Regions from separate parts of the Mus musculus genome. Here region 1 is linked to region 2. A link is a contact called in public HiChIP or PLAC-seq data. All regions are on one chromosome and are shown on one strand. Each heading gives the region's core, a stretch centred on a gene start, on an enhancer-like site or on the middle of the called end of the contact. The rest is flanking DNA. Distances are from core to core; before and after follow the strand shown.

What was found. HiChIP or PLAC-seq counts read pairs in DNA pulled down with a chosen protein or histone mark.
Region 1: an H3K4me3 HiChIP or PLAC-seq map of embryonic basal ganglia shows a contact between it and region 2, with 4 times the contacts expected there. The contact joins the promoter of Six3 here to the enhancer-like site in region 2. A contact is called at or near these places in 5 of 39 promoter capture datasets (embryonic stem cells, hippocampal neurons and second pharyngeal arch cranial neural crest), 4 of 484 Hi-C or Micro-C datasets (the N1E-115 cell line, cerebral cortex, cortical neurons and 1 more), 10 of 115 datasets of contacts at active chromatin or transcription factors (SST interneurons, craniofacial prominence, embryonic basal ganglia and 7 more) and 1 of 9 other capture datasets (embryonic stem cells).

Annotation. Positions count from the first base shown.
Region 1 is chr17:85,616,480-85,623,386 of GRCm38.p6, forward strand. It overlaps Six3 (sine oculis-related homeobox 3), which reads left to right and starts at 4,355. Exons shown (of 2, transcript NM_011381.4): 1 at 4,355-5,569. The coding sequence starts at 4,761. It overlaps Six3os1 (SIX homeobox 3, opposite strand 1), which reads right to left and starts at 1,917. Exons shown (of 4, transcript NR_038085.1): 1 at 1,578-1,917.
Region 2 is chr17:85,316,100-85,323,365 of GRCm38.p6, forward strand. All of the region lies in intron 3 of Camkmt (calmodulin-lysine N-methyltransferase), which reads left to right. Among named protein-coding and RNA genes, the nearest start is that of Gm36826, 160 kb to the left of the region's middle. Within about 2 kb of position 4,087, at least 3 of the 459 cell types and tissues checked have an H3K27ac peak or open chromatin away from gene starts, as enhancers often do. A contact at or near this core is called in embryonic basal ganglia, where this site is marked.

The DNA of each region.
Region 1 (6,907 bases), core at 3,105-5,604, 300 kb after region 2:
TGTAAAATCCACTTCCCTACTTTCCCACTCACACAACCATTTTTAGCTTGCATACTCCAAGTAGCTGGCTTCTTTCTCCAGGGGCTAGATCACCGTGTAGCCAGCTAGACTGGGTTTGTGCCCACCCTCCTGGGCCCGGTGGTGGGAGGTGTTCAGGTCCTAGACGGAGCCAAACCCCTCTTGTTTGAGGATGTGGGGGGTGGAAGGGCCTTTAGCGGGCGGCGGGGCTCATTAGGCAGAGCGGGGTGCCGAGAGGTGCGCGCTGCCGGCCCCAGAGGCCGCCTTTGAGCCGTCGGGGCGGCTTCATTAAGCAGCGCTAACAAGGCGTACAAATGCCGGGCCCAGCAGCTTTTTTGCAATGGTGGGGCCTTAGCAGGGCGCCAGGCTAATGAGGGTCACTCAAAGGGGCTGATCAAATATTCAAATTTCCCCTCACGCCGGGAACTTTTATGCACCAGGAAAGTTGAGGCAACTGAGCTGTGTTTACTGTCCAGAAGGACAATTACGTGGAAGCCTGGTGCCCGGAGGCTAAAAAAGGGAGGGGATATAAGGGGGAGGGAGCAGTTGTTGTTGTTGTTTTTGTTGTTGTTGTTGTTGTTGTTCAAAGGAAAGTAATCGGAGTCCCTGAAGGGCTTCGGGGCCTCTCCGCCTGAGTACTGCGCTCCCCTGCGCCCTCCCTGGCGGTCTGCTCCAAGCTCCTTCGTTTGCAGCTTGCGGGGAGGCCCAGACCACCCGCTACCCAGCAATCTCTCTGTCTTCCAATGTCCTAGAGCCCGGAAGAGGCGTTGCCCCCAGGACAAACCTTCCTGACCGTTTGGGTCGGCTGTTCCGGGTTGAGCATGGGTGAACTGGGTGTAGCTGTCCCAGGCCTTCTGGGACTCGCTTTCCTGGGCTTTCCCTGTAGCCCCAAACAAGGAGGAAGTGTGCTTCCCGCAAAGTCCTCTGACTGTATGAGACGTTATCAAGGCTGGGTTGCAGCTGATATTTGTAAATAAATGCCCCGCAGAGCAGGACTGAACACTCCCCAATTCAAATGCTGCATTTCTCCCCGCAGATCCGGTAGGCCAGGGTTGAAGGGTGGCGACAGATTTATCTGTGCAGGTGACCTCTGTGGGTACCAATGCCATAGATCCACCAAGTCCCCAGTCCTTGAGTCTGAGAGGAGAGAGAGAGAGAGAGAGAGAGAGAGAGAGAGAGAGAGAGAGAGAAGAGATCTAGAGGCCCTACAAGCCAATCCCCTAGGGTTTTGTGGCTCTGAGAGTATCGGAGTGCAGGCGGTGCTCAGCATCCCACCCACTCTGGAAGTGCCCTGGGCTCCATTCCGAGCCCTCGCTTTACCCACCCCAGATCAGGGAGCAAAGCAGCCTGGGTCCTTTGCACCAGCTCCTCTCACCAATGCTCAGCGAATGGGATTTTGGGGAGACTCCAGAGGTTCACAGACACCCTCTCCAAAAATGCACACACCCAAACCTTTTAGATCAAGACCCTGCGGAGCCTCGGCGGGATCCAGTCCTACAAAACGCATCAGGAACCACCCGCCCCGCCTCCCTGCTCAGCTTTCAGGACTCTCAACTTACCGGCTTCGGGAGGCAGCATAGGGCTTCCGGCCTGGGCTGGAGAAGCGCAGGCAGCGTTGTGGCCAGGAGGTGGGCTCAGAGGGCGGCGCAGAGCCTTGCTTGGGGAGAGGCTCTCGGACAGTCGGGGTTGCTGCGGGCCCGAGCCGGGTAGGGTCGCGCTCAGAGCTGTGCGCCCTGCCTGCGCCCTCCTCCCGGCTTAGCGCTTACAAGGCGCGGCCGCCAGAGAACTGCAGAGCCCCGCGGGTCCACCGGAGACCAGGCACTGGAGGGAGTATAGGGCTGGCCCCGAGCAGCATCTGTGATCCTTTTGCCTCAGTTCTTCATGAGTGGCGAGGGTTTTCGATTTCAGCGCTGTCGGCACAGCCCTCGGCACCTGCCCAGCCTCCCTCCAGGCCTGGATCCCCCCCACTCGGAGGCGGGGGGTTGCGGGGATTGGGAGGGACTGGCCGGGTTCACCCGCCCGCCTGGCGCCTGGGTCCCCGGCTCCGGGGGATGCAGTTTCGGGGTCACGAGCTGCTTTCAAAAAGTTGAACACAATATTCGGAAACCCACCCGTAGGAATTCTCCCCCTCCACACGCGGCACAATACCCACTCCCCTCCCCCTTTTCATTCCTTCCTCCCCCTGCTTCCTCCTCCTGCCCCTTCTCCCTCCCACCTTTCAGTCTATAATCCTTCCCCCTACAAGAGAAAGGGGTCCGGAAGAAAAGATGAAGTGTCTGTTTTTGTGTCCCAACCTTTGGGCTCTTTCTGGGCCCGCAAAGAGCGACCGCCCAGAGCCTTGCAGTTGAGCGGAAAAGCACTCCTGGTGCAGATGAAGATGTTTGGAGAGAGAGAGAGACCGCCAAAAGTGGGGCTCGACGGATCTACCTTTTAGGGTGAACATTATTCTGCCCTGGTCAGCGAGTTTAGGCCCCTGAGCTGCCCCCTGCTAAAGAGCCAGTATAGTCCCCTAGCCTAACCCAAACATTCGGTGTCACCCTCAAACCGAGTTTGCACTCCTCGGCCCTTTAAAACCTGGCACTGTCGGATCAAGGCCTAAGAAAGATCCGAGCTTGAGATTTAGGGCCTGCGACCATTTTGGCTCCAGCCTCCAGTTGGGTTCACGTTTAAATTCTCCCACAACTTCTTTTTTTCCACTTCTCCCTCATTGAGCTCTCCTGAGTGGTGTGTACCCGGCGCCGCGCCCCCAGATCTGCATCGGAATGTAGAAAAGATCTTTTTAAAAAAAGTTTTGAATTCCTCAATGATTTTTCTTCTGGAAAGGCAGCTTAGGATAATTATTTCAGCTTTATTGAGGGCAGATTAGTTGAAGTCTGGGCGCTGCGTTTCAATACGCGTTGTACATGGGCCGACAATGTGGGCATTGTTAGCTACTGTGTGTGAATCCATTCAACATATACACTTTTTAACACCAGTCCGAATCCTGTCTAAATATACACAGTGCGTAGGGAAAGATGTCTCTGACCCGGACAAATCTGCGTAAATCACACTTCCATAGTTACAGAAGCCTCACAAAGGGAGGCCGGCCTCAAGATGCAGATTACAACTTCTCACAAGCAACATACCTAAGAATAAATAAATGCCCGGGCCTGGCCCAGAGGCTGTGGTAGCCGCAGGCAGGAAAGACACTCTGAGTTCTTTGGACAAGGGGAGTCTGTTTCAGGGTTATGATATTGCTTTATGTATGGAGAATTTTGGCTTTAATTATGTATTGTAGTTATTTACATTATGAGCTTTCAGGCCTTGGGCGCTTACTCAGGGTGGCCTCTAAAGTTTCTGTATCTTTTGGGGGATGTTGGGCATGACAGGGGTTGTACCCATGGTAGGAAAAGTGGGCATCCTCCCCTAGGTCCAGAGTCCCTAGGTTTCTGGCCTCCTGTTGCTAGTCTACCACTGTGGGAGACAGCTGAAGTCTGGGGGGTGGGGGAACAAAGAGTGGAGTTGATTTTGAAGACAGAGAAAGTGTAATGTCTCCACTGTTATAAAATGCATAGTGATGGAAAACTTCACCAATGCTTGGCTGGGAGCAGAACTGTGCAATGGTGTGGAAAGAGTTGGGAAATGTAGTCCAAGGGCACTGACTGGCCAGGAAAGCCTCATAGCCTCCTGCTTGTTAATCTTAGCCCTGGCTTCAACTCCCTATGTACCATATTCTGTCTCCCAGATCTAGGCTCCCCCAGCAGCTTGCTACGGTGACTATGCAGTGAGCCTCGTCATCTCTCCTCTTTCTTCCTGACCAGTGGTCACATAGACAGAAGGAGGTGGCTGAGATACCATGTGCAAACCTTGCCAGGTCACCTGATCCCCAGCCTCATCTAAGGCTGCCTGGTGCTCCTGAGGCTGGAGTCTCTTCCTAACCCCAAACACTCCGTGTAACGAATAGCTCGCTGCATTCAACTACTCTACTCCTATTCCTTTTCGAATTTTTGATCAAAACTTCTTTGAGCAAGAGGAGGAGGAAGAGGAGAGAGAAAGAGAGAGAGAGAGAGAGAGAGAGAGAGAGAGAGAGAGAGAGAGAGGATATTAAGAGTTGCAAAGATTTTTTTTAATTCTGTTTCGCCCTCTTCTCCCTCACCCCCCCCCCCTCCGGCTAAGTGGTAAAACCGTCCTTACGTTCTCAGTATTGATTGGCAGGGCTGACAGTGATTGGCAGTGGTTGCCGTGGCAACGCCACAACGACACGCCACAGACCAATAGAAAAGCGAAACAAAATGTTTCAATGCTGCACTCACTGTGGATTTAGGGGAGATATTATGAGGCTGTTGTCATTAGGGCGATTGCTGTGGAATCGCTGAATCTTGACTCGGCCGTGGTTGGCTCTCGCTCTCCTCTCTCCCTCTCCCTCTCTCTGCCTCGGGCTCGCGCTCTCTCTCTCTCTCTCTCTCTCTCTCTCTCTCTCTCTCTCTCTCTCTCTCTCTCTCTCTGCGCGCGCGCACCGGGCCGCTCTCCTTCCTCCCTCTCTATGTGGCTGCGCGGGTGTGTGTGTATGTGGATGTGTGTGGGGTGTGGGTGTCCCTTACGTCCTTCCTCCTCCCCCTCCTTCTCCTTCTGCTCCCCCCTCCTTTCCATCTCCTCCTCCCCCCTCTCCTCTCCCTCCTCCTGGTCCTCATCGCCCCTCTCCTCCTCTTCCTCCCCTCTCTCTTCCTCTCCCTGAATTTTTTCCTCTCCTCTCAGGTCAGTCCATGGTATTCCGCTCCCCCCTAGATCTCTATTCCTCCCACTTCTTGTTGCCAAACTTCGCCGATTCTCACCACTGCTCCCTACTTCTGGCGAGTAGCGGCGGCGGGAGCGGTGCGAGCGGCGGCGGCGGCGGCGCGGGAGGAGGCGGCGGCGGGAACCGTGCGGGAGGCGGCGGTGCTGGCGGAGCAGGCGGCGGCAGCGGCGGCGGCGGCTCCAGGGCCCCCCCGGAAGAGTTGTCCATGTTCCAGTTGCCCACCCTCAACTTCTCGCCGGAGCAGGTGGCCAGCGTCTGCGAGACGCTGGAGGAGACGGGCGACATCGAGCGGCTGGGCCGCTTCCTCTGGTCGCTGCCCGTGGCCCCCGGGGCGTGCGAGGCCATCAACAAACACGAGTCGATCCTGCGCGCGCGCGCTGTCGTCGCCTTCCACACCGGCAACTTCCGCGACCTGTACCACATCCTGGAGAACCACAAGTTCACTAAGGAGTCTCACGGCAAGCTGCAAGCCATGTGGCTCGAGGCGCACTACCAGGAGGCCGAGAAGCTGCGCGGCCGCCCGCTCGGCCCGGTGGACAAGTACCGCGTGCGCAAGAAGTTCCCTCTGCCGCGCACCATCTGGGATGGCGAGCAGAAGACCCATTGCTTCAAGGAGCGGACTCGGAGCCTGCTGCGGGAGTGGTACCTGCAGGATCCCTACCCCAACCCCAGCAAGAAACGCGAACTGGCGCAGGCCACCGGCCTCACCCCCACACAAGTAGGCAACTGGTTTAAGAACCGGCGACAGCGCGACCGCGCAGCGGCGGCCAAGAACAGGTCAGTGGCGGGGACCGCGGCCAGGCCACCACAGGCTCCGGGCTAGAAAAATGGAAACGGGTGGAAACTCAGGCTGTCGGGGAATGGTAGAGGCGGCTGATCCAGTTCTGGAGATACCGGTGCTCTCTGGACAGTTAGAGAAAAGTTTCTGGTTGCCCTGGAACAGGGAACAACTGGCTGTGGGTTTATATACTGCTTTGCTCAAGAAGGGCTTTTTTTATCAGAGCCAGCGCTGTGTGAGCATGCCCCTGGTGTCCTCAACCCTCCGTGCCTGTCCCTAGGGGCCTTAAACCCCTCGCGGGTCTCTTCAGCCCTGGCACCAGCTAGAAGACTGGAAGGAAAGGAAAATACTACTTGCTATCTGATTATTTCTGTGCACCGCAAAAGGGGGGGGGCTTGGTTTAGAGGCGTCCATAGGAGTCAAAGAGGGGAAAGGAGGCCAGGGTTCCTGCCACAAAGAGAAGGCCGGTGGCCTCCATCCCTTGAGCTGGCACTGGACAGGAGAGGCAGGCCTGGAGTGAAGAGGCCTGGAGTGTTAGTGTGTTCATGGGTTTGAGGGGGTGGTGGTAGGAGTGAGAGCTTCAAGTCTCCCTATCGCCTCAGTTCAGGAGCATCCACTTGTTTTGGTCCACTTATTCGGGAAGCAAAATCGCAGGTGCAGTCATGGCAGGCAAGTTGGTTACAGACTCACAAAGTTGTTTGGTTCTGGTGGATCTTTAAAGCTCAATTGTGAGAAAGTAAAAAGAAAAAGGAGAGGACGGAGAGACGATTAGTCCAAAGGGAAAGGAGAGGAAAGAAGGGGGGTTGAGCAGAAGCTCTGGTACAGGCCTGGGAGCAGGGGCAACGGCTGCTGACAGTTGCTGGTGGCTGGAGACTTAGAGTGTGTGCCGGTTTAGGTGGCCCAGGCCTGAATCCACGTCCCTCTCATCTCTGCCTGTGGAGGCCACATTTCGTCAGATGGGGGGAGCGCCCATGACCAGTGAAAGGCTTCCAAGAAGGGAGACACTAGGTTCAGACAACTGCTTCGTCACCCAGAAAAGAGACACAGCCTGTCCTTCCCTCCTGTCTTCTCTTTCTACCCTTTTCTCCCCCCCCCCCCCCCATCTTTTAGCTTCCAACTTCCCTCTTTTCTCTTCCCCGTGTCCTGCGCCCTCTGCGTAGAGATCCAGAAAGGAAAGCGATGGGTGCTCTGAGGAGAACCCCTACAGTTCTGGGGTGTGTGCTTGGGAAGGCCGTGGCCTGAGCTTCTGTGGAATATCTGGTTCTCCGGGTTCAGTTATTTGAGCCTCGGAGGCTGCAGAAGAAAGCGAAGCTCTTCCCCACTGTCTGCTGGTCCCG
Region 2 (7,266 bases), core at 2,837-5,336:
CCGAGCAAGCAGTTAGAGTCTGTAAAGGGAGTTGCTGGGTGCATGCCACATTCTAACTAGGCACCGATTTTAGATCCATCATCTGTGGAATGAGGGGGTTAGATTACAGCTGTCAAACAGCCTGGAAAACCTGTGGTTCCGTAGAAGGATTAAGACAAATGTAAACAATCACAGTTTGAGGAAGAACATTGCACATCATACAAAACAGATAAGCATGAAGTGTGGGAGGGTTATACACAGTTTATTCCCAGAAAACCTGTCCCGCTCTTCTTCCCCCCCCCCCTCCCAATACCTCCTCTTCAACCAAAACAATTCCCAGAGGGACGGAGTGCCGGATCCCCTTTCAAAGGCTCCATTTGAAGGTGAAAAATGGGGGAAATAGACTGGTGGGCTCGGTGGGCCAAAGGAGTCAGCAAGCGATTCCCTGGGGGAACGGGAGGTGAGGCATGGGAGTTGTGTGTCTACTCTGTGCCAGGGGATGTGCTGGGGCTGACAGAAGTAAAGCTGACAGAATTTGCTTCCTGTCTAATGAGGGAAACAGAGAACCAGTGAGCAGCAGTGACATTGTAACTCCCTATCTATGGAGGCACACAGTTATCAACCCTAGTGTTCAGGGCAGAGAGCACCAAATGCAGAGTCCTGGAGTCAACAGTCACTGGCACATTCTGGCAGCGGGAAGAAGACAGAAGGACAAGCAGGAGTAAGTTAGGTGTCACCATCATACCTGCTGAAGCATGACTCTGAGGTCTCAAAGGCTTGTGTAAGTCATTCTGAGGACCTCTCTTTTCATCTTAACAGCACCGGGGAACCATTGACAAACTTGAAGCAGTTTGTCAGATCAGGGCTCCATATAAAGAGTGAATTGAAAAAAAAAATGGTGGCCCAAAATTGGAGAGATAGTTTGAAATGGGCAAAGAACAGCTGTCAATGGAGGAGGAGTCATATCTGAATGTGGGCTTTGGCTGAGAGGATAGAGAACTGTGGTCCAAGAGAGGTTTAGAAATTGGTCATTAGAACAGTGATGGCTTGGTACCTAAAGATGAGGGAAGACTCTCACATCCCTGTCCTGAGTATCCAGATAGACAATGATTCAGGTGAGCTGATGAAGTGGCTTAAGGCTTGTTACATTTGAGGCATCAGGGGAAAATAATCTAGTTAGGGCCTAGCATGTATGCTAATGAAAATGATGTCTGTTTCATGTCTTATTAGTACTTCCAAGGTATTATGATCAGGGCCTGGAGACATGGCTCAATGGCTAAGAGCACAGACTGTTCAATTCACAGCAACCACATGGTGGCTCACAACCATCTACAATGCGACCTGTGCCTTCTTCTGGTGTGCCCGAGGACAGCTACAGTGTACTCCTATATGCAAAATAAATCAATCAATCTCTTTTATAAAGGTATTATGATTGCATTTCATTACTTAACATGTCATCACAGAGTCTTGAGAGAATTCTTCAGAAGAGGCTGCTGCCAAGGATGAGAGGCTCCGGACATCAGGCAGGGCACAACAAGTGCATGGCCACTCACCCTGGTCCCCAAAGATGCCTGCCATTGCTCACATAGCTCACATAGCTCATTTATAGCTATGCTCTGCCCTCACCCTTGAGGATTTGAGACCAACAAGGGAACCATCTGTCTAGCCATGTTGGGCCCTCATGCCCTTTGTCCTCTGACCTCCAGCCTCCAGTCCTGCGTCCTGTGAGTGTCCTTGCAGGGTAGCTCTCACTACACTGCCTTTCTGCCCTTGGCCAAGAGCAACCCCAATGCTCCCTGCTTGGATGGTTGTGTTCTTCCAGGCCAATCTCCTTAGCCAACTAAGTAGCCTTGGAAGAACACAAACATGCCCTCCCCTTGTGTATTTTTATGAAGATGCTGTATGCTTCTTAGTTACATACCAACCCATTTTAGACCTTTAAGGTTTTTGCATGTATCTGCCAACTAATTATCCCCTGGGAAGATGGGCAACTCTAGTGACGACTGCTCATTTTGTTGACTCTAGTGCGGATGTTTCATGTGTGTGTATTTTTAAACTATTGTTCTTTTATTTAGATGATTTCAAAGCTTTTTATTATACGTCAGCTTGCACATATATTCATTGAAAAACCTTCAATAATACATATGTTTTTTAATTGACCAGGAAAGGTGATCATTTCTTGACTACCGCAGTCACGTTTCTTGTCCTAGGCTCAGCCTCAGTATAACCCTCCATTTGAGCACACCCAGCTATCCTCGGAAACGAGCCACCTCATCCCAGGGCTCGGCTAGCACGGGGAATTACTTTACTTTTATCAGGAAACCTTAATTAGATTAGCTTGGCCTTTCTGAACTTCATGTGTTGCTCGTCCAGGCCTTGATCTGCGTGCACCACACCAATCGAGAGGAAACAAAGGCGAACAGAAGTGAACTCTCGCTTCTGTAAGCAGCTGCTTTGATGAAGGCATTTCCTAGAGCAGCCAGAAGCATGAAACCAAGGAGGTAATGGCCAGTGCAGGGAAAAGCGATTAATTCAGACCAGGAGGAGCTGCTGAGTTGAAAGAGCCGGTGATGAAATTATTAGGGCCTGCTGGAGATGTAATCCATATCTCCTTGTCACGTGTGTCCTGTGTGACAGTGCTGAGAATGTCTTGGGGAAAAGGAGTGCCTTAGAAAATAAACATGCTTAGAGTGTATGGCGAGGGCACCACGAGCAGCCAAGTCGTGTGCACTGTGAGGTGGACAGGTTTGTCTCTGGAAGGATATCTGTGTGCTTTACGACGGGGAAGGCAGTCAAGAGCGCCACGGCCTGAGGCCCTGCCAGCATGACTCTTTACTAAGTGCTGCTCTGTGGGATGGTCTCTCTCACTCTTCTCAGGTAATGTCCTCTGTCACTTGATCATAACCTTTATAAGATGAATTTTGACAAGAGAAGGGACCTAAAGAGGTTAGCATCTGCTGATGGCTTAAAGTAAACGAGGCTCCACTCTATCCAACTATCTTTTTCTTAAAGAGAAAAATCCCAAGACTCTCATGGTACTGTTTGAATTTGGAATTACTTGTGAGTTCTTCATTACTAAAAGAGTATAGTCTTCAAGAACGGAGGCTTGAAAGTGAGCCGGAAGTCAATGGTCCTCTAATCTTGCCTAATCCTTTACCCTGCTCCCCGGGTTTAGTAAGAGTGAAGTTACCCAAGGTTCCACCTGGTTGTAGCCTTATCTGATGTGCACACTCAGGTCAGGGAAACTGCCTAAATCAAGAGGGCATGGCTTTAAACAGGACCGTCTTTCTCCTCAAATAAGCACTCACAGTTTTCTGCGGGAAGGTAGAAGACATAGACAGTAGATTGCTTTGTTTTGATTGAGAGTTGAATTGATGTTGCAATGCCAAGGCTTTGGCTGTACACACAGGCAGCAAGGACATGCGTGTGTGGTACTGAAATGCAAATATGGGATGTATCTGGTGCCTGGAAGAGTCAAATGCAGCAGGAACCCACAACCACCAAACTCCACCCAGGCATCGAGAGAGCATCGCATCTGAGATGTTGTGCTTGTCTCATTCCCAACTCCCCTATGCAATTCTTTATGTATATTTCTAATAGCTAATCTGATTTTTTAACGGACAAATTTCCATTTAGAAGTGGGGGAAAAAAGATGTTGTCTGATTCAAGCAGCAGGTGTGTTTTTAATCTTTAATAGGTCACCTTCCCAAGAGCAAGCAGCAAGCTGTTATTGATCAGAGAGGTTTTGTTGGGTAGCTCTCAGGTTATTGAGTGACAAACTTTATTGAATTTGACTTAACAGAAGTCAGGAGACAGCTGAAGCATAAGAGCCCGCTCTACCATCAGAGTCATTTTACGACAGCCAGGGAGCAGAGCTCTGAGACGGATACCGAGCTCTCCGCTGGCCCTTGGAGATTAACTGAACAGCCTCCCTACCAATTCCCAAGCCTGTCAGCAGAACCAATTAGATTTTCAACCAGTAGACAAGAAGGCTGGCACTTGGGGACCTTTTTGCTTTAGGTCGAAGGCTTTTCAGGCTGCGATGAGATGACATTGATGATGACACGTTGAGCATTGGTTGGTTTTAAGACAAGTTAAATTAGCAGTCTTGAAGTGATTCCAACTGTCTCCTGACTTCTCACTGTTGCCATATTCAGTGGATCCTGTCAGGAGCAAGTTGATGACTTAATAGTCTTTCTTGAGTGGATTTGAGCACTTTGGCTGTGTGTTTATGTGTAGTTGTCATGCTTAAAATATTCATATGGAGGTTTGAAATATTTATTTGAAGGCGCCTTCTGCAGAGTTCAGCCATAAGGCTCCCTTGCTTCCACTGGCTTTCTGTTTCTTTTCTTTCTTTTTTCTTTTTTTCCTTTTCTCCTCTGAGCAGTTATTTTGTGCAACCAGCTTTTATTCTATCCCGTGTTTAATTGATGACAGTGTTTCACACAATTCCTGATGGCCACATCGGTGATAAAGTTAGAGCCTCTTACTTAGCATCACGCTTCTCTTCCTGACTGCTGTAATGCCGGATCTGCCTCTCATAATAGCTTGGGACCCACTGGGGACTAGGATGGACACTCTTTCACCCCATGATCCTAGGACACCGAGGTAGCCTTTCCCGGAAGAGATGTAAACCAAAGTCTAGAAGCATGGGTATTGTATTAATACCATTAACGCAAAAACGTATCTTTAAGAAGTGTTATTTTTTACTTTAGAAAAAGTTATATAGGCTAGTCATCCAAGGTGTCGGGAATATTATTGCCAGGCCTGAAGAGGTGGCTCAGTGGCTAAGAGCACTTGCTGCGACTTTAGATGACCCAGAGTTTGGTTCTAGCACCCACATCTGGGCAGCTCCCAACTGCCTGAAACTCCAGCTCCAGGGGATCTGAGGTCCTCTTCTGTCCTCATTGGGCAACTGCACACATAGGCACAACCACATGTGCTCTCACTCACACATAAACATAAGTAAATAATAATAAAATGTTTTAAAAGTATTGCTAAATCTATCTTCATACTTAAAGTATGTGAGAATACTCCTCATATCCACTAGTCTCAGAAAGTCATTAAAGTACTTCTATTTTATATGGATAATAGAGGGTATTTTTGTTAATGTGTGTGTGTGTGTGATTAAAGTAGTGTCTTCCTATGTAGCCCTGGGCAGCCAGGAATGCCCTCTGTAGACCAGGCTGGCCTGCAACTCACAGGGATCCTCCTGCCTCTGCCTATGAGTGCTTGGATCACCACCATACTTTCCAATAATAGTGTTTTTTTTTTTTAAAAGTGGTCCAATTTAAAGTTTTTCATAGTCATTCACTGTTTTATAGTGTACTGAACTGAATCCCAGGCCTCGTGCATGCTTGGCGAGAGCTCTATTACTGAGCCACATCCCCAGCCCTAGTTCCCAGTGTTTTGCAGAGTACCTGGCACAGAGTTCATTTAAGATGATTTGTAACTTGCTACTCTGAGCTCTTTAAAATTTTCATAGGGGAGAATGACTTGTGCAGGAGATATGTATATGTAAACATATATGTTCATGCACCTACCTGTCTAGGGAGTGCATAGATAGTTGTGTTTTGTAATCAAGCTCTGTATTTTGCATAATTGCTATACAGTGCTATTATTTGGCAATTGTCAACCCTTTAGATCAATAAAAAAAAATTAATGAGCACAGAGACGTAGAGAACACCTTTGCTGGGCTATATGCACCACTCTGTAACCTCAGTGTAACTTTTTGGTGACCTGTAGTGCTCATATCCCTTTTGAAGAGCTTGTGTGTATACAGAGATGTGTGTGACAGATATCAACAGAGCAATTAAAGACCTAATTGGGAAGTAAAACCCGAGGACCGGGTAAAAGGGTAGAAGTGGGCTATGGTGAAGGAAAAAATAAGAACCAAGTATGATTTCTAAGTCATTGGCTCAAAAAATAAGGGATGGTGGGTTAGTTTATGTCATTCTCTGGTAGTGTCAAGACCTCCTGGTAAACGAAGGCTTTAAAAAAAAGGTAAAGAAATAATCCAAGAATGTGGTACTCACCTTTGTATCATGGTAACAAAGCCCACGAGGTAATCAACTTTAGAACGAGTTGGGCTCACAGTTTCAGTGGTTTCAATCCACAGCCTCTGCATCTTGTTGTCTGAGCCTTCCCTGACATGGTGTTAGTGTGGGGTGAGAGACACTGTTCCCGTGGTGGCTTATGAGAAGCAAAGAGAAAGGACTAAGGTCCCAGTAGCCCCTTCAAGGCCATATCTCAAGCGACACAACTTCCTCCTCTGTCTTCCAAAGGTTCTGCCACCTCCCAATAGCAACAGGGGATGGCGATGGAGCCTTCAGGAGCGAGCAATTGGAGAGAATCAAGATCCAAACTACAAAAGACAGTTACAAAGCTATTCGTGGTTGTTTCAAAATGTTTTTGATTTCTCTTTCCCATTTCTCATAGTATGGTAAAGGAAACATCCTTTTATTTCGGTTTGGTGACTTTTTAAACAAACAAACAAACAAACAGTCAACTTTTTAGGAGGCAGAGGCAATGGGTTTTCTGTGAGTTCAAGGTCAGCCAAGTCTACATAGCATGTCTATGTCAGCCAGAGCTAGTTAGTAAGACCCTGTCTCAAACTAGATAGACATACAAATAAATAAGATAAATAGGGCTGGTGTGATGGCCCAGTTATTAAGAGCACTGGCTGTTCTTCCAGAGAACCCAGGTTCAATTCAGACTACACACATGTCCCTGTATACACACAGGCTCACAGTCAGCTGTAACTCCACTTCCAGAGGTACCCAACCCCTCTTCTGGCCTCCGTGGGAACTAAGCACACACATGGTGTATAGGCATGCATGTGGGCAAAACACACATACATGAAAAAAAAATTAAAATTGCAAAACCCCCAAATCAAGTTTCTGGAGGTACCATTTATTTGCTATTAATGCTGCCATTTTGAATTCATATCAGAGGTTTTAATGAAGGCATAGATAGCTTCTCTGACCACTACTTGTCTAACGTAGTCAAGTTTTATCGTGTTTCTGTCACCTGAAAAAAATGCCATTGTTAGTAGTACTGTATATTCATCTCATATTCTGCCTGCTCATTGTGGAATATAAAAGTGATTTTGTATATGTGCCTTGCATGTTGAGACATTGCTAGCTTCTTCTATTAAATCTACATCCCTTTTCAAGATTTCATACTATTTTTATTATCCAAGAATATCTTCACTTGTTGAATTGCTATATCTAAATACTATAAACTGGATAGGTTAAAAACAATAGGAATATATTTCTCAGTTCTGAT